Regions from separate parts of the Zea mays genome. Here all the other regions are linked to region 4. Evidence: chromatin contacts called from public Hi-C data. All regions are on one chromosome and are shown on one strand. The core of a region is the stretch at or near the end of the contact, and the rest is flanking DNA. Distances in the headings are between cores, read along the strand shown. Region 1 has its middle 75 kb from the start of LOC103648678. Region 2 holds the start of LOC103646509 (serine/threonine-protein kinase D6PK). Region 3 has its middle 47 kb from the start of LOC109943999. Region 4 holds the start of LOC100191324.

The links. Hi-C and Micro-C count contacts between places; a contact is called where the count stands out from the background.
Region 1: a Hi-C map of endosperm shows a contact between it and region 4, with 4 times the contacts expected there. The contact joins the enhancer-like site here to the promoter of LOC100191324 in region 4. A contact is called at or near these places in 3 of 25 Hi-C or Micro-C datasets (ear, endosperm and tassel).
Region 2: a contact with region 4 is called in a Hi-C map of tassel, with 5 times the contacts expected there. The contact joins the promoter of LOC103646509 here to the promoter of LOC100191324 in region 4. A contact is called at or near these places in 9 of 25 Hi-C or Micro-C datasets (bundle sheath, ear, endosperm and 2 more) and 1 of 3 datasets of contacts at active chromatin or transcription factors (leaf).
Region 3: a contact with region 4 is called in a Hi-C map of ear, with 2.5 times the contacts expected there. The contact joins the enhancer-like site here to the promoter of LOC100191324 in region 4. A contact is called at or near these places in 2 of 25 Hi-C or Micro-C datasets (ear and endosperm).

The regions. Positions count from the first base shown.
Region 1 is chr2:60,297,878-60,303,645 of Zm-B73-REFERENCE-NAM-5.0, reverse strand. No RefSeq gene overlaps it. Among protein-coding and RNA genes, the nearest start is that of LOC103648678, 75 kb to the left of the region's middle. Within about 2 kb of position 1,500, at least 19 of the 20 cell types and tissues checked have an H3K27ac peak or open chromatin away from gene starts, as enhancers often do. A contact at or near this core is called in ear, endosperm and tassel, where this site is marked.
Region 2 is chr2:60,378,210-60,383,783 of Zm-B73-REFERENCE-NAM-5.0, reverse strand. It overlaps LOC103646509 (serine/threonine-protein kinase D6PK), which reads right to left and starts at 2,505. Exons shown (of 3, transcript XM_023301616.2): 1 at 2,104-2,505; 2 at 541-2,101; 3 at 1-238. The coding sequence starts at 2,119. LOC103648678 (two-component response regulator-like PRR1) reads right to left here. Exons shown (of 11, transcript XM_020548874.1): 10 at 5,354-5,483; 11 at 4,958-5,213. The coding sequence ends at 5,059.
Region 3 is chr2:60,431,463-60,437,627 of Zm-B73-REFERENCE-NAM-5.0, reverse strand. No RefSeq gene overlaps it. Among protein-coding and RNA genes, the nearest start is that of LOC109943999, 47 kb to the left of the region's middle. Within about 2 kb of position 3,952, at least 16 of the 20 cell types and tissues checked have an H3K27ac peak or open chromatin away from gene starts, as enhancers often do. A contact at or near this core is called in ear, where this site is marked.
Region 4 is chr2:59,958,873-59,964,376 of Zm-B73-REFERENCE-NAM-5.0, reverse strand. LOC100191324 reads left to right here and starts at 3,363. Exons shown (of 8, transcript NM_001136758.1): 1 at 3,363-3,531; 2 at 4,533-4,594. The coding sequence starts at 4,588.

The sequences.
Region 1 (5,768 bases), core at 251-2,750, 340 kb before region 4:
CTCTCTCCCTCCGCGTACGGTCGTCGGTCTCGAACAGTCGCACTGCAGCAAAGACAAAGAGCAAAGGCCCGGAAAAAGGCAGGCGGCGCAAATAGACAGGACGTGATATTGTCAATCGTTAAAATCTGAGAGGCGGCGTCTGCATCTGCTTTATCTTTTTCTTTCCTGCTGTCAAAGTGAAACATAAAATATAAATATATATGCTCCTACTGGCTACTGCTGTTGTGAGTTGTGACAACTACTCGGCGAGAGCCTGCTTTCCATTTTGGTCGCGTTGATGCCTCTCGTTGGAAATCCAAACCTACAACCACAATGATGCTGCTGCTAGTAGTGCTCGTTATAGCGTTCGTCCATCCTATAGAGCATAGAGTTTTGTATAACGGAAAAAAAAAAACGGGGGGCATCCAATTCCCAGATCACAACGCTGCCGGATTGCCCGTCGCGTCAGCAGTCCGCTAGCAATAGCAAGTGAGCTCGTGATGGAGCCCCGTGACGGCAGCTGGTGCCGGGCGCAGAATTTACGTTCACGCACAGGCGGCTTGTGTGCGTCTTTGCTCGCGCCGCATCCCACTCCCACCACCGGCACCGGCACCGGCACCGGCACCGGCACAGGCACAGGCGACTCGTAGCAAATATGTCTTCTGCGTTCTGCGCCCGTGCCGGTGAATGCTCACGTCACGTGGGGACGTTTTCTCTCCATCCGCATTTCACAACACCACCGACTCACATACGGTACCCATAAAAATCTGTATTTACACCAGGAGCTAGATCCATTCCGGCACGGCACCCTCACAGCCACGCATGGGAGCTCCATTCAACTTTTTTTTTAAAAAAAAACAAAAAAGGCGTTTTCTTCACGCCACGCACCTTAAGCAACGTGACCGACAAGTGTTGGCCGCGTGCACCACCCCCGCGGTGGAATGTAATGTACGGTGGCTCCGACGAGCACTGCTCTGAGAATGGAGTGCCGGAGATGCTGCTACCGTGCCGTGCCTCTCTGCTGGTTGCCATCTCTGCCGCACCGCAGCCCGCAGGTGTTGTGTGTGACGAGCGTCCGCGGCACGTGGTGGGGCGCGGCGCGCACCACGTGGGAATCTCTCGCTCGTCGTCGTCGCCCATCAGGAGTTCAGGACGCGACTACGCGACGCGAGGGACCGAACGCCTGGCAACGCGAAACGGAGTTACTACTATACCAGCTACGGCAGGCTAGCCCCCCCGCACACGCCTCGGCTGTTCGGAGCAACAGGCTCGCTGGCTCTTCTTCCCCTCCACAAAATTTCGAAACGGAGCCTTCCGTCCCACTGCCTTTGCTCCTATAGTACTTTTCTTTCTTTCTTTCTTCAAAAAAAAAAAAGACACGCATACTCAAGTTGAATAATACTCCTTTACTTGTATTCGCATCGTCACGACCAGATCCACGCCCGATGGTCCATGCAGATGCAAATCCGAGTACGAACTGCGCCGATGTGTCGTCATCACTTTGCTGTGCAGGTACGAAATCCGGGATCCATTGATCAGATCCAATAAATACGGGACAGTACTTTATGGGACGACGGGCATCCTAGTACGGTGCCACTACTTTATGGGATGATTCTATAGGAAGAAAAAAAATCAAGATATTAGACCTCCACGTTGGAAATTCCGTAAAATCTCACTTACAATGGTTCATTCTTTAGGGATTTTATAGGATACGTAGAAACTCAATCTTTTGTTCCAAAAAACCGTATAGGACAAAAAAAATTCTATAGGATTTTAATTATCTATAATTAGGTAAACTTAAGTTACTAAAACACGACATTTTAGACCGAGGGAGTAATCTGATGTTCTGATTATAACAATCCATCTTATAATCTGAACCCCGTTTGTGACACGATTAGACTATTTTAGCTTATTTTATTTTAATTACATTGGATCCAGAACGACCCTAACTAGCCCAACGATTTCAAAGGATCCAGCAAGCGCCTAGAGGGGTTGTGTTGGTTACTTGTTTTTTATTCCTCGCGAAGATCAAAACAAGGCAACATAATTAAAAACATAGGACCTTCGTTCCTTTAATTTATCTCCGGCCGAGAGAAATTAAAGGGATACGGTTTTTACAATTGTGTTTCTAAAAGAAATAGAATGGATAGATGCAATCAAGGAGAATCTTTACTATCATGTTCTTTGTATTATCTTTCCCTTATTACAAATGGATACAGTTATACCTTTGGAGGCTTAGATACCAGTCCGAAGGTAAGAGTTAATACAGCTTCAAACACAGAGTCGACTTATGTGAACCATCGTCCCATGTACATGGACACTATTCATCTATTTATAGGGACGACCTAATATACAACTCTGTATGAAATTACAACCATAGTCTTGAACCCTATACATGTAGCTATGGAAACTGCTATGGGTAGAATTGTCATTTCTTCCTGAAGCGTTGACACACGCGTTGACGGGTTCCTCCTTCATTTACAGGTCGCCTGCTTCGGTTTTGGTGATGCACTTCATTTGAGCGCCTAAGCCAAAGCTTCCTCCACTTTGCTTTTGCCATGTATTATTGTCCCTCGACAAACATAGATTAGTTACTCCTGAAACAAATTGTAGAATGGTCAATATTAATTAGTTTTGAGGACCTTCGACAAAGGCATTCCCCCAACAAGTTGAATTGTCATGTTTATCGGTGACTAATGGTCAGTAATTTTTAGTACTAGGTTATCTAAGGTAAGGTCTAGTGAGAATCGACAAAAGACAAACTTAACGGCTAACACAAGACATCAATTTAGATAGATTGAGACCACTAAATAACATAAATATTCTACGTCCTATATGTTGGTCTAGCTTGCGTTAGATTATTGTCTTTCTTCGTATATGGAGAGTATCCATACCTCTCTTTATATTCACCAGAGATCAAGTGCACAATTCTAGTACTAGTCACTTAAAATAAAAGGCATTATAATCATATTACAAAGATAGTACTCCTTTAGTCGATTAGGTCGATTTTCTTGTCGTGAAAGTCATGACACCTTGTTTCCCGCCTTCCTTGCTGTCGCACTCGGTTTTTAGAAGGCAAACCGAATGCGAACCATGTACGTGCCAGGATCAGCAATTCACGTACACAACAGTTACATAACTGGACATTATCACACAGTGCTCAAATGATAATATAAAAGGGAAATAATAGTCGATTACATCATATGTCTGAGACATCCACATAGTCTTTACAATAATCAAAGTGCGGAAAAGAAACGTAGATACATGCGGCCTTCACAGGCAGCCGACTGGGGGTTGCCGCTAACCCACACCTAGAACTCATCGTAATCTTGGAACTCCCGGTGGTCTCCTTCCACGGCTTCATCCTCTCCTGAGCAGGGGTTGCAATGCTGACAACCTGGGGATAGGGGGTTTGGTGTGTAGAGCAAGGATGAGTACACATCAACATACTCAACAAGTATCATGTTTGGTTGTAGTGGACTAGTTTTATGTTGGGGGTAAGTCAAGCAGTTGCTTTTAGTTGGTCAGGTTATTATTACTAGTTGAGAAAGCCAAGTTTTAGAATTAACCCACGTTATTAACCCAAGCGTACTCCTTTCCAAACGGAAAGAGTACCACTTACCATTACTAGAGTCAATACAAAAAACCATCAATCTCATTGCCACCTGTAATCCGCACATCTCTGATCAAGTACCACTAATCACTGGAGCTCCCTTGGCCGCTCATAACCGCGAGCACGACTGATATATCAGTTTTCAAACACTCTGCAGAGGTTGCACACTTTACCCACAAGCCGTGATTCCCTTTCTGCCCGGAGATCATGACTCTCCATTGATCACTACCAAGGTGACCCAGCAGGGTATCACTACGTAACCTTTACATAGATTTCCCGGGGTAGTAGCCGCCTGTTAGATTTCCTAAATGCACCACACTCCTCCCCAAGGGGGGCGAACCCAAGCTTGGCAGAGCGAGCCGCATACACCGAGCCCCATTAACGACACGACAACTAAGCGAACTACACCCCGGTTCCTCTAATTATTCAGCTAAGGGCATCACATTCCACCCTCATGGTAGCACTGTTTACCCGGGAGGTCATCCAACGAACAGGTCCTTACGGAGAGGCACTCGAGAAACCGCTCGAGCCCCCTTGAATACCACAAGTATAACATCATAATAAAGGAGGGGAAAACAGCGTATCATTGATAATTCTCATCATGTTCATTGATTAGAGTTGAGCAATAGCATAAAGCTAAACAATAATAATCCAACCCAAATAGATAAACAAGGACATGGATAACAAAAGCTAGTCAATCCTTAGGTATAAATGTGAAATGCTGGAGGTGAATTAAAGAATGTATAGGACAAAGATAGGTCAAGGGACACTTGCCTCCACCAACCAGCTACTGCTCAGGGGCTTCTCCTGCGAGTTCCTCGGGCTCTTCAACCGGATCGTTCTCTATACGAGCGCAAACATACATACATCCACACATTTAATACAAAAGAATAGTACACCATACAATAGAATGGAATAAATAAACAGACGTTCCACGCGGGGCTCGCAACTATGGTTAAGAGAGAGAAAGAGGAAAAGACAGTCGAGAAATGATCATGTTACATTATTATAAATTAAACCACTCGCTTAATAGAAGGGCATTAATTTGGACACTACGTTTAGCATAAAGTAAAGTCAAGTTCCACATTTAATCATTATAAATAATTGAAGATGAATAAAAGGGAGTGGTCGCACGGCGAGACGTACGACACCACATTTGGATTGAATTGAGAAATAAACGACTCGCCGCGCGACAGCGCGCGCAACGAGATTCCTGCATTAATTATAGGAAAACGTTAAGCGTTGCGCGACGAAACGCACGACAGCTTACGTCGACTGAACTGCATTTAAACGAATCGTCGCGCGACGAAGCACGCAACACAGCACTTTAATAAATATAAATTAAAAGAATCGTCGCGCGACGAAGCGCGCGACGCAGCACGTCGACTAAACAAATTAAAATGGATTAAACGAGGGGTAAACGAAACACGACTACGATCGCACGCACGAGAGCACGCTGCGCGTGCCGAGGGCACGGGAACTGTGCAGGCGCGTAGGACGCGAGGCCGGGGCACGGGCTCGGGCAGGGGCGTGCGAGGGCGCAGCCGGGGGCGCGGCCGAGGGGGAGGGGCTCGCCGGGGAGGGGCCGAGGTCGGGCGCGGGGACGCCGGGGGGCGGCACGGCTCGCCGGGGCGGGGCATCGGGGAGGGGGGGGGGCTCGCCGGGGCGCGAGCGCGCGAGAAGGGGAGGGGCGCGGGCGGCCAAGCTCGCCGGGGGAGGGGCGAGGCCGGGCGCGGGGACGCCGGGGGTGGGGCTCGCCGGGTCGGGGCAGGCGCGACCGAGGGGCTCGCCGAGGAGGGCACGCAGGCGCGGGCAGGGAGAGGGAGGGCTCACCGGGGGAAGGACGAGAGCGGGCACGGTCGAGGGGGGACTCGCCGGGGCGCGAGGGCACGGCTCGCCGGGGCGGCGCAGGCGCGTCCCGGGGGGCGGCGCGGGGCGCGAGCAGGGAGACCGCGCGGGGGAGAAGAAGGGGAGGGGGAGGAGAGAGAGAGGGAGAGGGAAGGGGAGGGGAAAACTCACCTCCGGGGATCCAAATTCCGGCGATCTCGACTCCAAACCCTAGGGCACTACGGGGGGAGAGAGAGAGAGTTGGAAGAGGGAGAGGGAGGTTACTGCGCGGGAGAAATCAAATGAGACAAAAAGATCAGGGGAGGGAGGGGGCACGCGCATGGTGAGG
Region 2 (5,574 bases), core at 1,256-3,755, 420 kb before region 4:
CAGGGGATCAATGCAGCTTTGTGCACAGGGACCAGAAGGCCTACTTGGCTCATCTCTGTCTACTGATGATGTTCTCACAAGCATTGGGCTCACTGAGCACCTCAGCGACAGATCAAAGTCTGAGAGCATGATGTGCCCATCTTCACGAACAAGGATGTTCTCTGGCTTCAGATCACGGTATATGACCCCCAACATATGGAGATACTCCAAGGCTAAGAGGACTTCAGCGACATAAAATCTACAAAATGTAGATCTCGAGTTATAATAGCTCAGTACTAAAATGAAAAATGTAAATAAAATGTAAATTAGCATAAGTTACAATAACTCACTAGTAAAATGCAATCTATATAAAAAATGTAAATTATTGGATTACAACAGCATGATATACTGTCATCGGACAAAAACATCTATCTGGTAGCAAATGCAGTGAGATCATATAATCACCGTTTTTAGTTCTTGGTAAAGTAGTTCAATCATGACAGGTTCATGTGTACTAGTGCATAAAGATAGCACATTGGTGACACAAGTAAAGGTCCATACCTTGCAGCTGCTTCCGAAAAGGTTTTGGTAGGTTGCTTCTGCCTAAGAACATGTAGGTCACCACCAGGGCAAAACTCCATTACCAGACAAGAAAGGTTGTCCGTCGTGAAATGAGAATACAGGGTTGGAAGGAATGGGTGGTCGAGCATTTGCAGTATCTCCCTCTCAGTTTGTGCTCTGAGCATTTTCTTTCTGCTTATGAGGTACTCGATGTCCATAACCTTCAATGCGAACATGCAGTCTGAGCCCACTAACTCAGCCAAATAAACAGTGCCAATATCCCCACAACCAAGTTGTTTGAGAAGCTTGAAGTTCTTTAATCCCAAGCTCCCTTGTTGGATAGCCATGCGCCTGATGGCTCCCCATCTCACATCCTTTGACATGTGAGGCCTGCTTCTGTTAGCACTGAAGCTGCCATAACTGTCCTCACTGATGCTTGTGCTGGTGCTATAATCACCAATGCTACTCTTAGAGCTTTGGGAGCATTCTCCCTTCTCCTTTGATCTTAACAACTCACCAACCTTCGAGCCATGGATCACACCGACACCACATCCTTTAGTGCCAAAATCAGCTCCATCAACAGTGGTGGAGCTGACAGCAGCCTTCTTGTCAGTTGGCGCTGGGGTTCTGGGTTCATCCTGAAGGGACTCCTGATGTTTACTAGTGTGAGATTTAGGACCTTTCGTCTCACAATGCTTGTGTGATGCGGGCACTATAGCAGGTTCAGGTTTCACCTTCTTTTTCGTCGAGGTTTTATTCCGAAACATTGGCCTCACCAACCGTGAGCCACCTACAGGAACAGCCCGGGGGCTAGATGTTTTCATTGATTTACCTTTTCTCTGCTTTGGCAGAGTTACTTCTACAGAAATACCTTCAACTCCCTCTGATGACTTGTTACTGATCACATCTTGGATTCTGGTTTTATGAACATTCCCTGTGGTAGGAGATGCTGATCTCAAATTCTTCTTGGCTGAGCTCTTGCTCTGCCCCTTACTGATTTCACTTGGCTTACCCACTGAACTTCCTGCCGATTTCTCAGGCTTCACAGAAACTTTCCCTGCCTTACTCTTGTCATCTTGCTCCTCATTGGTTTGAACTGCAACAGAGCCATGTAGCTTCTTGATTGCTCCAGAATCAGAAGGGGTGGACACCCCTGTCGGTTTTGACAGTCTCTTCATGGCTGCCATCTCCGACGCCTGTGAGATGCACATCTTCCTCAGGGCCTGCTTCAGGCTCACGGACTCCACAATCTCTGAGCTCGACACTGGCGACTTCCCAAGCGCAATAAGCCGCCTATCCGTGCTCGTCTGCCCAGAAGCCCTCGCCGACGTGCGCACGTTGATCGATCTGATGAGCTGGTCAAGATCATCCTCCACCGAGCACGACCGTGCCCCAAGCTCCTGCCCCACTGGCTTGACCCTCACCCTCAAGTGGGTAAGCCCACACGAACGAGCATCTTTCGGCTCGTCCACCAGTTCGACTATCTCCGAGCACCCAGGAGAACCCATCCCCTTCGAGCCTTCCGGTTCCACAAGCTGCATCTTCATCTGGGTGGGAGGCCGTAGAAGGGCTGCCGCATTTCAAGTCATCAGGACCGACGGTTGCCTGCACTTAGGTGGCCGACGAAGCCGCTTTCCCGGGCCAAGAACCGGCATCACGGAGTCCTGCAGAAGAACGAAAAATGAAATGAATCAGGTAATACGGGGAAAAACAGACGGAACTAGCACAAATGGTAGAGAAGAAGTCTTTAAAGAACTGTTAAAGCCTGAAGATTCCGTAGATCTTGGTTTCCAACGTCCGGCCGTTTTCTCTTACCCGCTCCAAAGCTAAGATTTTATTTTTTAAAATGGAAAAATAAAGGGAGATTGCAAAAGGAACAACAGAGATGCGGTAGACGAGGGCGCGAGGCAGGGTGTTCCCCTTCTTTTCCTAGCAAAATGATGCAAGATCCGTAAACCTCTGGGCGTTGAGGGAGAAGACATCGTAAGGAGACGAGCAACCCAACCCCCCCTCCCTCCCAAAAAAAACTGGGGATATGCTTACGACTTGGACAAAGATAGCAACCCAAACCAAAAAGAAAAAAGAAAAACAAAAATAGGTGACCTGCAAGAGGAGCTGGGGGTTGAGCGGGGGGTCTTACCGGACGGCGGCACCCGGGGCCGAGGGCGCTGGCGCGGCACGCGAAGGGTGGCGGCGGCGGGAGCTGCTACGGCTCGCGCTCGGTCGGCGGCGCGGGTTGCTCCCACTTGGAGAAGCTGGCTGCTGCGAGCGAGGATTTGCTAGGGTTTTCTGGCCGAAACGGCGGCGAGGAGCGGCGAGAGTGGGGGAGTGGCGTGGGGATGAGGATGAGTTCAAGCGGGCGAAAGCGGCAGCGCTCGGCAGCAATGAGCGGCGCGCATCACGAGGAGCAGATGATCCAGTGGCCTCCTCTCGCTCGCCCCCTTCTTCCTCTCTCTCCCTCACACGGTCGCCGTGCACCCAGGGGCGCGCCCGTCGCAAACCGATAAAACCCTCGGCCCCACACCGCCACCACCCTAGGATTTACGCCTTTCTTTATTGCAAGCATCTATTAATTTATAGGTTAATGTCCGTGCGTTGCAACGGGAACATATAATATCATGATAACTTATATATAAATGTGTTATATTGTTATGAGAAAAGATTTTATAATCTATTGGTGATCCTAGCTATACATATAAATTTTGTTATCTCTGGACCATTGATTAGAAAGAAAAAGGCTCCAGTCTCGTTTGCAACAGCACGAGCAATAAGAGTCTTTCCAGAACCAGGTGGCCCATATAGCAATATGCCATTTGGTGGCTTCACACCAATAGATTTGAAAAGCTGAGGATGACGTAGTGGAAGCTCAACAACCTCTCTGATTTGGGCCATTTGCTTTCTAACTCCACCAACATCATAATAACCAACTTCATCAAGACGCTCCTCATCCTCTCTCTTAATAGGCTCCCCATCACAAAATATTTCAGTATCTAGGGCAACGATACAATATTCAGAAGGGTCAGTCTCTATCACTTTGAATTCCACGCTTCTCATTCCACCCATGACAAGGAAAAGGTCTCCTTTCCTCACGGGCCTGTATGCTTCTAGGAAGTATGTTGCACAGTTCCATAAGGGGTGTTATTATGACAAAACAGCTGCAAGGTCTACATGAAATGGCAGAAACAATATACAAGCATATTAATTAGGTAGTATAAATGGCAGACTCCTCCTTGATCAGAACTCAGTAAACCATTGACAACAAAAGAAAAGGGAGCTACTTCAGTTGAAGTAACATGAGAAATAAGCGCCATGGAGCCATGCTGATGCCCAAAAAAACCTAGATCAACTAAGAAATTCACAAGATCAGAAACTTACGTTTCAAGAAGGCATCAAATAGGTTCCCTATAATGCCTTGAACTGTATCATCAATTGGAAGAATGTGAACACGCTTCCCATATTTCACATCCTGGCACTGGTGGACAAACAGTAGCCATAAAGAGACTTTAAAAAAGATAGGCCAACCCATATCCAATTGACCAGTCCCTTGAACACACTTGAGTTACAAGTACAGCCATCAAATCCAAATTATCACGATAGGGATCACAAAAAAAGAATTTTGTATGCAGCACATCATCTTCATCTAGCAGAACAATGAAGACAAATTTGAATAATACTAAATAGTGTTGCTTCCCTGTTCTAACTATGAACAATGAGTTAATCATGCATTACTAAATAGTGTTGATTCTCTGTTCTAACTATGAACAATGAATTAATTCATACAAAAAGAATGGTTGCATTTAAATATAGAACAAATGTATGAGGAGATTTGAACACAACAAACCAAGTATATTAAAATATGTTACTGAAGCAAGCAATAAAAGAAATCTAGATTACTACTACCTTCAAATGAATCAATGGTGTACGAATGTGAATTGGTAAATTTCTAAAATCTACACACTACAGCAGCAAAGCAGAGGGAGCCCAAATACCCTCACTGCCTCAGCATACTCAAGTTCTCAAACAATACAACAAATTACAACATTAAACACTTCAGCAAGTACTTGAGATAAAAGCAAAGTTTCTTTCTAACAGGTCTGCACTCCAAATACACGGAATTCAGATCGAACACACAGAGATCGGTCACGTGATAATACAATATGCTAAATTAGCTCAACATCCCAAAGCTGTTGCAACAAGCTCAGATTAGCCATATAATATAAGACCTTGAGGAGCACAATATCGTCGCGGAAGAGCTGCAACCTCTGTCAGGGTGCAATGCGACGATGGAGTTATCGTCGTTGGTGGCCTCGTCGACGACAAGGCGGTTCGGTGACTTTTTTCTCTCTAGTATCGCCGTCGAGTAGACCTTCTTCTCTCTAGTATAGCAGTAGCAAATTGGTTTAGATTTGTTTTTCCTTCTAGTCAGGCACCCACGCATCACTGCAGCAACATATGACAACACATGATTAGATAGATCCAGTACTCTAGGGTAATGTTAATATGCCCATTTTTATCATATTAATTACCAGACTGAAGAATAATGATATGATTCAGTTGATCATTAAACATGTTAGCTGCAAGTCGACGCCTAGTGTACTTCTGTATTAGAACAGCTGCCCTCCATCTCTTGACAAGATTATCAAAGTGTATTCTTGCTCTTTCACCACGTATAACTGCAGTTTGGAAAGTCAAGAAAATAAGATAAAATAAACAGCATTTGTCAGCCGATAACTAAAATAGGAAGAGTATGATAGATGTTCATAGTATTAGAATTCAGGAATGTTTTGAACAAAAAGAAAATGAAGTATATTACATGATTGCAAATTCATTGTCGCTTTCTTGAGTCGTTGATATCCCTGACGAGAATGCATACCCCGGAAGTGTTTCTGAATACGGAGGGTTCCATGAAGCATCTGTATTTTAGCATTTTCCAGTGCAGCAACCTACAGAATAATCAAGATTAGAAACCACACATAAAATATAGCAGGTGTGATCGAAAATTAAACCAAACTATTAAAGCATTTTGTATGCTAG
Region 3 (6,165 bases), core at 2,703-5,202, 470 kb before region 4:
TCTCCACTTGTCTTGAGCTAGAAACTCCCGTGTCTTATGATTTGAATCATCTCATCATATATGAGTTAAACGATGACTTCAAATCATTTCTTCTAATGTTGTGATCTTCATCACTATATGACTCTTCACAATCAGATTATCCTATCGACATCTTGCAAGTACTCTCTTCTTCACCTTAGCCATGATACCTCGGTCCACAAGCCATCTGCTTGACCTTCACCTTCGCTTAGTCACTCGAAGCCCTTTCCTTGCCTGTCTTCACCCTATCAGTCTGTCTCGAAGTCACATTAAATTGAGCATCCATTGAAAGAACATTTCTTAAATATTTTGAACCTTGCTTGAATGTCATCTAGATATGAGTGTTAAGATCAATCAAACTACAATGTGATTCTCACATAAACATATATGTACCTAACATCGATATGGTCAAGCCAATTCACGATTCCTTATATCCTATTCAATTTTTCTTGACACTTCCTCTCATTTACTTCAATCTCTACCTTCAACAAAGATCACTCATCCTTATATGACTTCTATCTGGCTTGATTTGTCCCTTGATGTCACACCCGAATTTAAGGACAAATCCAGGCGCAAATCAAATGTGTGCTAGGATCAAGTCTCACACATATGATGACTCATGGTACAGAAATGAATGTCACATCTTTACTATATAATGGGAGTTCTGTATAAAATAGCTAAATAATTACATTGTATGAAGACAACGATCCTTCGCAACCATAGTTGACTGGGAGACAACGACCAAGACCTCTCACGAACTCATCGCGACATCCTTCATGCTCCTTGCCTTGTGGTACCTGTCCTTGACCTAGGGGATGTGAGTACAACAAGGGTGAGCTCACATACGTTTATCGCTCAACAAGTTATGGTGAATAATGTGCACGAGCTCACTTACGGTGGGGGCTCATGTGAAGTATAAGGCTTACCAAAGAAGATGGTTAAAGCTGAGCATTGCTTTTAAAGTTGGTGAAACTTTTATTAGCAGTTACTATGTGTAAGTAGATACCAACCCAATTAAATAAGAGATCACAATTAATAATAAAACTCACAATGCAATGCAAATGACATATTAAGTTTAATTCCATAAATTAATCATGTGAGAGTCCGAGCCACTCAATGTCGTGAACACAGCTAATATACCAGTTTTACACTCTGCAGAGGTTGCACATCTTTACCCACAATCGTGTTACCCACTTGCCAAGGGATCGTGACTTCCCATTCATCTCTACCGAGGAGACGAGGTAGGGTAGCACTACGAGGCCTTTCCAAAGTTCCACTAATTTGAGAAAACTCGCTACGGATTCAGGAAGTATAGGAATCCCTCATCCGAAAAGCTTTACATACAGTTCAACCCGAGGATCTCCCTATACTCTGCAATGACACCTCCCCGCTTGCCCCTTTCTGGTAAGGTAATCTCTCTCTAGCCTTCCTAATTACTTGGCCAAGGGCGTCCCATTCCACCCTTGTGGTAGTACTGTTTTCTCGGATGGTTCTCCATGTTCCAATTAATAAAATAATCTTACCATGAACAATAATTAAACCAACAGTATTAATGGAACATGATCATATATAACATTAATTCCCAAAACCAGGTAGAGCAATAGCAAATCTACCCGATAGTTCATTTGTTTGCAAGGTGTGGGATAAACAAAAACTAGGGAAACATATTAGGTCCCATCAAATTAACCTGAGCATGTCACAGTGATTAACATGAACATTATTAAGTAAAGAAGAGTGATAACATTGCACCAATCATGGGAACGAGCTGCATAGGAATATTCTATGCGCCGCTACGAGATCGTAATTTCGAGAACCACTAAAATCAGAGTTATGGTTAAAAATATATGAATTTCCTAAGTTTTAGGTGATTAAATAATAAAACTATATTCTATATTGATTAATATAAAACTTGTGAGAGAAATATTACAAAGAAATAACTAATTTGATCTTTAGTCAACACTATAACTTGTTTAGAAGTAAAATTTTAATAAAGTTATGGATGAAAACATTGACTTTTAATTAGAAAAGTAAACCTAATGGGCACAAGTTAAACCATCATTTAATTATTTATGAAAACATGATGAAATAATATTGTTTAATGTGTAGGCAATTTTAATACAAAGCTAACACAATTGAAACGAATTGAATCGAAGCTAAAATGAAGAAAATATGAATTTTCTAAATTTTTATATTTATTTTTTTCGATAGAAATCATTCTCTAGATTTATTATAGAAACTATTAAAGTACCTGGACGGCGGCTACAATTCTCTAGAAAAGCAGGGGCTATTCTATTAAAAATAGGACTTACATATAAGGTTCTATGTGCATGAGTGTACTACGGGTTAGTTTTGGCAAAATGTAGGGTTTCATATGCAATTGTTACATGGCCGAAGGGGTATCGGTGAAGATCAACCGCCCAATCACAGATCCATGGCAAGAATTAGATCAAACCATTTAATGAACCGGGACATGGTTATGGCCTTCGGATCACGATCCAATGGCCCCTAAGTCGCCACGCCGCCAAGAGATCTGATCCGCTCGCCAAGAAACTGATGATCCCGATTTATCACGTGAAGAGGTACTTCTACGATCTAATCACAACCGTCTAACATGGGATCAATGGTGGACGTGACTTCTCCCTCTCCTGTCGATATCAGGCGACGGTGTCGCCCACCCCACGGCGTAAGATCGTCGTTGACTCGCCCAATCCCGACCCGATGCACTAGCCTGCGCGCGGTACCGTGAAAACGGAGAGAACATGCTGGTGGCCGAATTACAAGCGATTGGACTGCAGTGGACTCCACCTAGAGATGTCAATGAGGACCCGATACCTGCTAACTCGTGGGAAATTTCCCTATTAGGGTACGGGTAAGAGACAAAAATTGTCCCCACGGGTATGGATATGGGACAAAATCTTTACCCATTGGGTAAACGGGTATGAGTTTGGAAATCAATAATCCGAACCCGATTACCCATGGGTATTTCATACGTGTACAACTGTTCTATTTGTATGAATGAGTTAAGGTCGAGCCGGCCACCAAGCCCAGCATGACAGCGCACCAGGCCCCATGTCCTAGTCCAACAAGGCAACACGACAAGGCAACTAGCAGATTAGCAAAAAACAAAAGCCTAAAATAACCAGCCATATGCTACGCCTGTCTAGCCGGCCAACCGTCGCACGCCTAGACAGTTGCACTAGCACTGCACACTAGCGACTTCACCAGCGACGAGGAGCATCGCCGACTGCTAGGAGACTAGGACGACAGTGACGACCATGGATTCTTAGGCGCCAACCAACTTAGATGGTGACCAAGGAAGGTGAGCAGACGTCATTTCTCCATTTCTTTTATCGGTCCCGAAGTACTGATTTCTTTTATGATGGATGAATGAATCATGGTTCATGGATGAGTGCTCATCGATGTGGTGATGTCTAAAATCTGGATAGTTTGCGCCAGCTGTTAGTACCTAGTTATCCCTTAATTGGGGATGGGGACCCATTGGGGACCCGAAATCCGAATGAGGATGGGATGAGTTTTGCACCCATGATGGGTATGGAGATGGGTATGAGAAAGTATAAGCATGATGGGAATGCATCTGTGATGCTATAATCCGGTGAGAAATTTCCAATTGACATCTCTAACTCCACCCATGCGACACAGCAGCAAGGCGACGAAGCCCGCCCTCCGGTGAGAAATCGGTGCCCCACAGATCGCTGTTGCCGCCTGATGAGACTACAGACGTGATCGTTGTCCACCGACGAAGCACACTGGGACCCTCAGATGCCCAACCGCCCACAGCAACCCGATTTTCCCTCATTGCGGATCTCTCCCCTGGCTTTGCACCCTTTTCTACTCGATGTGGGGGCCTATGGGTGGATGGCGAGGGCATTGCAGACCTTGATTCTTAGGTTGTGCGCAGCGGTAAACGCTAGCCATCCCTCTCCCCTTTATGCCGGTTGTAGGGGGCACCCCACGGCCGCAGCGGTGCCCCTACAGCGCACCCTACGCGTCGCCCCCCTTCTCTCCCCCCAGATCTAGCGTATTACTGTTCATCACCCTAAATAATGTGTTGTGGGTCCACGAGTAATTGTTAGTAGATAAAAAATTTGATAGTTGATATAGAAAATGATATTTTATAGTTGTAGTGGGGTATAGGGGAGTATTTAGGAGGAACCGCTGCGAGAGATGAAAAATTAGGAGGAAAAATAGAGGGAACAGTGATATATAGGAAAAAATTTAAGTGTAACGGTTGCGGATAGCCTTATACCATGGAGGCAATACCGGATTGCGATGGCTGACACGGGGGTTTTTAGGGGGATGGTGTTGTTGCTATTCTGTTGGCATTTTTGGCGTGAGCTAGGGGGTAAACCCGACCTGCGGGGCCCACGCGACACACGGGACTGAATCGTGGTCCTCGCATGTTGGTGAGCCTAGGGCGAGTGTGTGCACGACGTGCGGACGCGAGGACTGATAGAGGAGTCCTAGCCGTCAGTGTGTGCTGGTTGGGCTGGTAGACGAAGAGGTGGGCCGTGAGAGGAAACGAGGAAGCCATGCTGATACTGGGCTAGACAGGTAAGAGTGGCCCGCGAGTGCAGGGTAAGTTTCTTTCTATTTCCTTTTTTCTGTTTCTAGCTTTCTAATTTTAGTTCAAGTTCAAATTCGACTTTGGTTTTGAATTCAAACACAAGTTTAAATACAACAAACAAAGAAATTAGCATGAGATGCGATATTTTTAGAGATATATTTTTATATTAATTATTTCATTCCCATCATTTTAGGTAATTTGCTTGCAACATTATTTATCATAAAGAATTCCATTATTTTGAATGCAAAATCTGATTTAGGATTCATTCAAGTTTTAATGTTTATATAGTTTAGGAGAGTATAAAATCTTTACGATGAATTGTTTTGGTTCAAATATTTTTAAAGATTATCTTAATCATAAATTTGTAAAAGAAATAAATAGATTGAAAGTGTTTCTTTTTATTTATTTCTCCAACTTTTAATCTTTAAGATTTGGATCTAAGTTTTTGAATATCAACATATTACTATTATTATTTAATTACTTTAGAGAGATATGCCTCATAAAGGAATCATTATTGGAAGTCATTTTATTCTCAAATCTTTGGAGAACTCTCTAAGTCACCAAAATGTGATTTTGGGTGTTACACTTGACTAAATGCAAGAACTTGCTTCTCCACTTGATCAAGCTTTCCTTAAGCCATACCTCTTGAGTGTATATTGAATCCTTTGATGTCTAATTATCTGATAGATGATCTTTTGACTTTTGATCTTCATGGAATATCCCATCTCCATATATCCAAATGGCCTTATATGATTTCCTTATCATTGTTTGATGTTGATCCTTTATACTTTTATATCATGAACAATCCATGTATATGAGACATTTTCATATCAATCCTTGTCTCTTGACCATTTTCAACCATGATTGCTTTTTCTACTTTCCTCATCAACACTTAGCAAACTGATTAGTCCTTTACGATTGTTTTTATCCAAATCACGAAAACCGATAAAAGGGCTAGATGCACTTTCAGCACAGGACAACGCACAAGAACGATCACTGAATCCGCTTATTGCTCCTTTTCTATTCAGGCGGGGCACCAGACTGTCCGATGCTGGCAACAGACCGTTCGGTGAGTCAATTCGATTGTTGGATCCTAGTCGAAGTTTGAAGTAATCGTTGCCAAATATCACCAAATTGTCTGATGATTGGACCGAGACCGTCCCATGACTTATAGCAAAAAATCCCGAGGCCGAGGAGTTTGGTCGTACTGTCCACCGGGCTGTCCCGTGCACACCGGACTGCCCGGTGCTGCCCAAATCAGCACATCTTTGGCTCTTTTGAGACAAACTTCTCTAACTTCTTTTGGCTCTTCTTGGTAGCTTCTCTACGACTTAGACAACCATAGATAGCACTTAATCTAATTGCTAAGTGTAGGAAACATACATTTTCTCCTTAGTTTCACCAGGATTTGCAATATGCATGGAACTAAGTCCAAAAAGCACTTTCTTTGCAAAATGGAGTTATTAGCCAAAACAAAGTGCTAGAAACATAGAGTAGGGTGTGTGCAAGTTATCCAAACACTTAAACCTCATGTTTATGTTGGTTTCCTCAAAGTTGCACTT
Region 4 (5,504 bases), core at 2,114-4,613:
GGAGAACGCAGAAGTGCACATTTTGCACTTGCACACGGCGTTCAGGGATCTCATGCACTGATTGAAGCGCTGCGGCTACCAGCGGCGAACGCCTCCAACATCGAATCATCAACGATGTGTAGAACTTCACGCATACGGCGTATGCGCATGTAAACGGTATGCTCCATACCTTGCTGTTGATGTGTAGATCGATCTTGCTGTTCTTGTCAAGAACAGCGTGTTCTTCTTCTTCTCCTTCTCTGATTTCTCCTTGAGACAGTGCTGATAACGTGTTGAACTCTATTGCAGCGCTCAGTGGCAAATGGAGATTAACAAAAGAGAAAGACAAATGGCAGGGACAGAATGACAGTAGTCCTTTATTGCAGAGATCACTCAGATATATATACAAAGTGAATGGGTACATCCCCAAGGGTGTGTCCCTTGGGGAGAAGTCGTCGAGCCCCTTGGATTGGTCACAACATTGTAACATGTTTTGTAACAGTAATGAGCTTTAATTTTTTAATATAAAATCTAAGGATCTAGAATTGAACTCTATTTTTAATATTTTTAAATTAAAATTAATTAAGAGCTCAATCGCAAAGAAACGTTTGAATCGTAATCTATTACTACTACGGCCCTGTTTGGCACAGCTTATTTTCAGCTTCTTCACAAATTTAAGCAGAAGTTCTGCCAAACAGCTAGCTTCTGCAGCAGCTTATCAGTTCAGCTGCTTCTCAGAATACACTAAAAGCAGCCAACAAGCAGAAGCTGCTTTTTCAACAAGCATCAGCTGTGCCAAACAGGGCCTACGTGTGAGTCTTCTAGATGACGTAAAAGACATGATTGTTGATGGAGGTTTTGGTTTGCAATCAATACTTTAGTAAACTAGATCTCGGTATCCCGGAATCCAAGGTAGGCATGGGATGACACCTGGCCTACATGTCGACCGTCATGAACTCATGATGCTACTTTTTCATTTTGTATTTATACAATATAACGTAGAAAATCATAACTCATGTTTATTTATGATTTTACCTCTAAAAGTATTTTTAATGACTAAGTAGACAGAAACGAAATCATCAAAAACATCTCTCGTGATCCTAGTTGACAGACAACACAATTTGCATTTCGGAAACAAGAATCAGCACGCAGCCAGTAACAAGTGAAACACTGCGTCCATGGAGAAGCGCAGCATGTTTGTATTTTCTTTTCTTTTTTACAGGTGAACCTTACCGTGTCGACGACCACTTCGCATATACTATTGTCCAGGTTATAGCTTTGAAGATGTTGTGGTATGCTATTTTTTTTACAGGTGAACCTTACCGTGTCGACGACCACTTCGCATATACTATTGTCCAGGTTATAGCTTTGAAGATGTTGTGGCGTTTGTTTAGTTTTAATTTATACCAGCTTCTATTTTGTACAGTATTTTATCTCTATAGATTACTTCGAACATCTATCTTTAATCCGAAACGTTGTAAAGCGAATACCTGCGCACATCAACAACGAGAACAGAAATTCATGAGCCCGCATTTTAGAAGAAAAAACCGGTGTCTAATAAGTTTTTCATGCCATCACCATGTAATCAAACTATTAGAAGTCATAAAAAATCTTTAAAAATCTATAAATTTTAATCAACCAATATATCATATTTCAAATTGTAATATAATTCGACCCTATATTAAGAGATATAAATGAATTAAAATATAAAATCTGATATATTAATAGAGTAAATAATAAAGTATATATATACTTTATTAAAAAAGAAATCATAACTTTGATAGTTTGTTGCAAAATAATTGTACGAACAGATATGAGCTTGCTAGCGTGGATGACGTGTGTTGCTGCAATGATAACCGTGTCCAACCCATGTAGTTGTTCAATATTTACAGAGTGAGATTTGAATAAGGTATGAGAATAAATAAACCGCGGGAGATAACGCGTGCAAAGAGTTCATTAGCACACTTGATACATCGTGGCATCGTTCCCAATTAGCTCATTTGGATGCCGAACTGAAGAACCAGAGTGAGTGCTTACTCGCAATTCCGCAAAACAGACAATTACATGGACGACCGTGATTCCTGTCGCTCGACTCACTGCTGAAAAGCAGTGTGTTATTTCATCAATCTCCATCCCTGCAATTTCCCGCTGATGAAATCGCAAGAGATAGCCTTAGAAGAAAAGAATAGGCTCATCAGGACTCAAAAAACAAAACGATATCAAATATCCATATGAAATTACTGTACCGCATGACAAGAAGAGGTTTGTAACGTGAAGTTGAAGCTATCACGTTAGGGGACGTGGCTCGGCAACGACGACATGAGGCGAACCCCCTCCTCGTAGCCTGGATTGTTTTAGAATTCGGGCAAAAAAACGGAGGTGGGTGTTGGATCAAGATCGCTGGTGAAGAATCGGAGTTGCCTCGAGTGTCGATGTGTTGATGCTTAGCAATGATGGCGCGTCACGGTCTTACTCCTGTTTAAGGTGTAGGTGTCGTCGTGTTCTTTTGGCCGTGTGCAGCCCGCCTAGCGAAGTCGGAGCTGCTCGTACCTTGTGTTGAGCTCGGCAACGATGACTCTGGATGAGCTTTGTGTGGGTTGTTGATGCCTGTGTTGTTTGGGCACTCTGTGTAAGTTTCGGGCCCGTTTTTTTTCTTAAAATTGGATTAATTTTAATATTTTTCTTAATAGAAAGGTAGAGAGGTCGTGCCATTACGTTAAAAAAATTACTGCACCGCATTGCATTTTTTATTGCAAGACCCATTATATACCACAGAAGCTCATATAAACAAATGCACAATCACCCATCATTCCATCAAGTATTTTTTTCTTCTTATCACATCACATCGTTTTGAAAAGGATCATTCTTGATATAGACAGAGTCCAAATACAATTGACTTGAAGTAATGTTGACTGTGCCTTACATTTTTAGCACTCCACCACTGACATTTTAAGGCAAAAGCCATTAATAAGATCCGGATTGCAACCCATTTTTTTGCACGCTTAATACCTCTTACTGATTCATATAGCTCCCAAAGCCATTAGCAAATGGAGTGAGAATTGGCATTTTTTAAAGATCCGGAGTGGTTAGAGGCTTGCATAATACTACCTCCATCGTTTTATATTTGACACGGAAAATAGTGCAAAATTGTACTTACACCCTAACCAAGCAAACTGCTAGTAGAGAAAAAAAAACTCACAGGTTAATTACTAGCTATAATGTCCGATTAGTTTAGGGACGATCAGCCTGGCTGGCTGGTTTGAAATTTCGGCCCAGTGGCCCACTTCACTTGCCCAGCGGCCCAGCCCAGCTTCCTTTCCCCCCGTTCCCACCACGTGAGCAGAAGCTGCACAACCAAGAGCCAACAGAGCAACGCTCAGGCACACTGTGCAGGTGACGGCGAACCAGGTAACCAGCTGCCGAGGGAGGAACCCTAGCGGAACACTGTGCAGGTGACGGCGGCGCGCTACCGGTGACGGGGGATACGGCGGCATCGTCCCCCTCGGCCCCTCCTCCATCCCCGGCGTGGCGGCGCAGGCAGCCAGCCTGCAGGTACGGTCTCCAGTCTCCAGAATCCAAATCCAGAGCATGTCCCTGTTTTTTGGTGTGCTCTGTTGTACTGTAGCCTGTAGGTATGGGCGTATGGCTGTTGCTGCCCATGTCCATGTTTGTTGGTTTTCAGTTTTACTTAGATGCTGAAAGCCTGAAACCTTCCAGTGATTATTTGCTTCATGTTGTAGTATGGCACTATGGCTGTTGGCCTGTTGCTGCCCATGTTCATGGGCGTATCACGTATGGCTGTTTGCCTTGTTGAAAGCCTGAACCTGAAGCCATGTCCATGGGCGTGTAGTTATATATATGAAGGTTGATCGGTTCCTATAGCCCTGGACGATCAGGATGTCTGATTGACCGGTCAGAGCCCGATTAATCGGACTGGTCGTCGACTAATCGTGATTAGTCGGCTGATCACCCCTCTCTGGTGATCAGGAGCGATGAGCTGATCTGAAAACATTGCATAGAAAACCAAAATCCTTTGCTCCCGCTGATTTTCAGTGATAAACCTGGTCATACTTCCTCCGTTCCAAAATAAATATAGTTCTACACACACCTGTGAGAAATAGTTAGATTTACCTAGAGGAAGTTGAATTGTTTTGTACTCCCTCCATCCCAAAATATAGTTCTTTCTAGTCTGCTTTTTTTTTCTGTCACATTCATTCAAATGATAATGAATTTAGACATACATGCAAACTACATTCATATGTCACTTAATGAATGTATGATTAGTCTAAAACGAGTTATATTTTGGGACAGAGGGAGTAGTTTGTAACTTTTTATATCATTTTGTTGTTTCATATATCCTCTATATTTCAAACGTTGTCACTTTGATATGTTAACAGTTCGTATCGTGTTAAACAATTTCTACTATATTTATACAATACTAATATATGGTATTATACATTGCCTAACATTAGATTTTAGATTGTAAAAATATCTTATTACCATTTATATTTTGAATAACCCACCTCAGAACCCTGGGCTCACCATTTCTGCAGGGTTTTCTGACTCAGATTACTTGTTCACTGTGGGGTGCAAGCTTAATCGGCCACCATGGATGGTAAGGGCACACCTTCTCTCGTTGTATTCCCACTTCATTACTTATATGTAGGGATGAAAATGGGATAGATATTTACCATTACCTTTCTATCCCGAAAGGGCTTAAATACTACATGGATAATCCATAAATGAATCCGGACATTTAATATCCGTACTGTATTGGAATCCTAATAGTTAAAGTTGGATTTTTGATACGTAAAGTGATTAAAATTCACTGCATCCGACACTACATATTCGGTATCCATAATATCTGTTCGTATCTGACCCGGTTGCATGAGTTGTGCTGTGTCAATTTTGGGGAGTAGGTTGTTTCAGATAAATTGGTAGTCGGTTACTTGTTAGGGTTGGGAGTAAGATTTTCATTAACAGTTTGTTAGCTAGGTGCTGGGCCCTTGTGCTAAAGGTGATGTCAATAAGTTTAATATAAGAACTGCTCAATGGAGTATAGAAGAGGTGCACAATGTAATCTGGGAACATTGTAGTAAGGTTTAATTGCCAATGGAGTACAGAAGAGGTTCAGAATGTGCAATGTTATGCTTGAAAGTTGCAATACATTCAACATAATAGGTTTTGTATTTATACACGAAGGTGCCAACCCCTTATGCTAAAGGTGATGCCAATGAAGCGCGCCACTAAGTAGTGATCTGATCCTTGCTCACTTGACATCGTGCCTAGATCACGACACGATGCGTCACTAGAGGGGTGCCGACCTGTCCCTTGCCCATTTAACACCATCCCAGGTTCCGGTATGACGCGTCGCTAAGAGGATTACGCTCCAACGGATTTCTTTCGGGTTTCATCTCCATTAGAATGGCTAGGTTTAACGTTGTCTTGCCAAGCCTAACACAACCCTCCTCCTTTACCAGGGCTTGGGACCTATTGAGGCAACATAGGAGTTCTTACAGTTGATA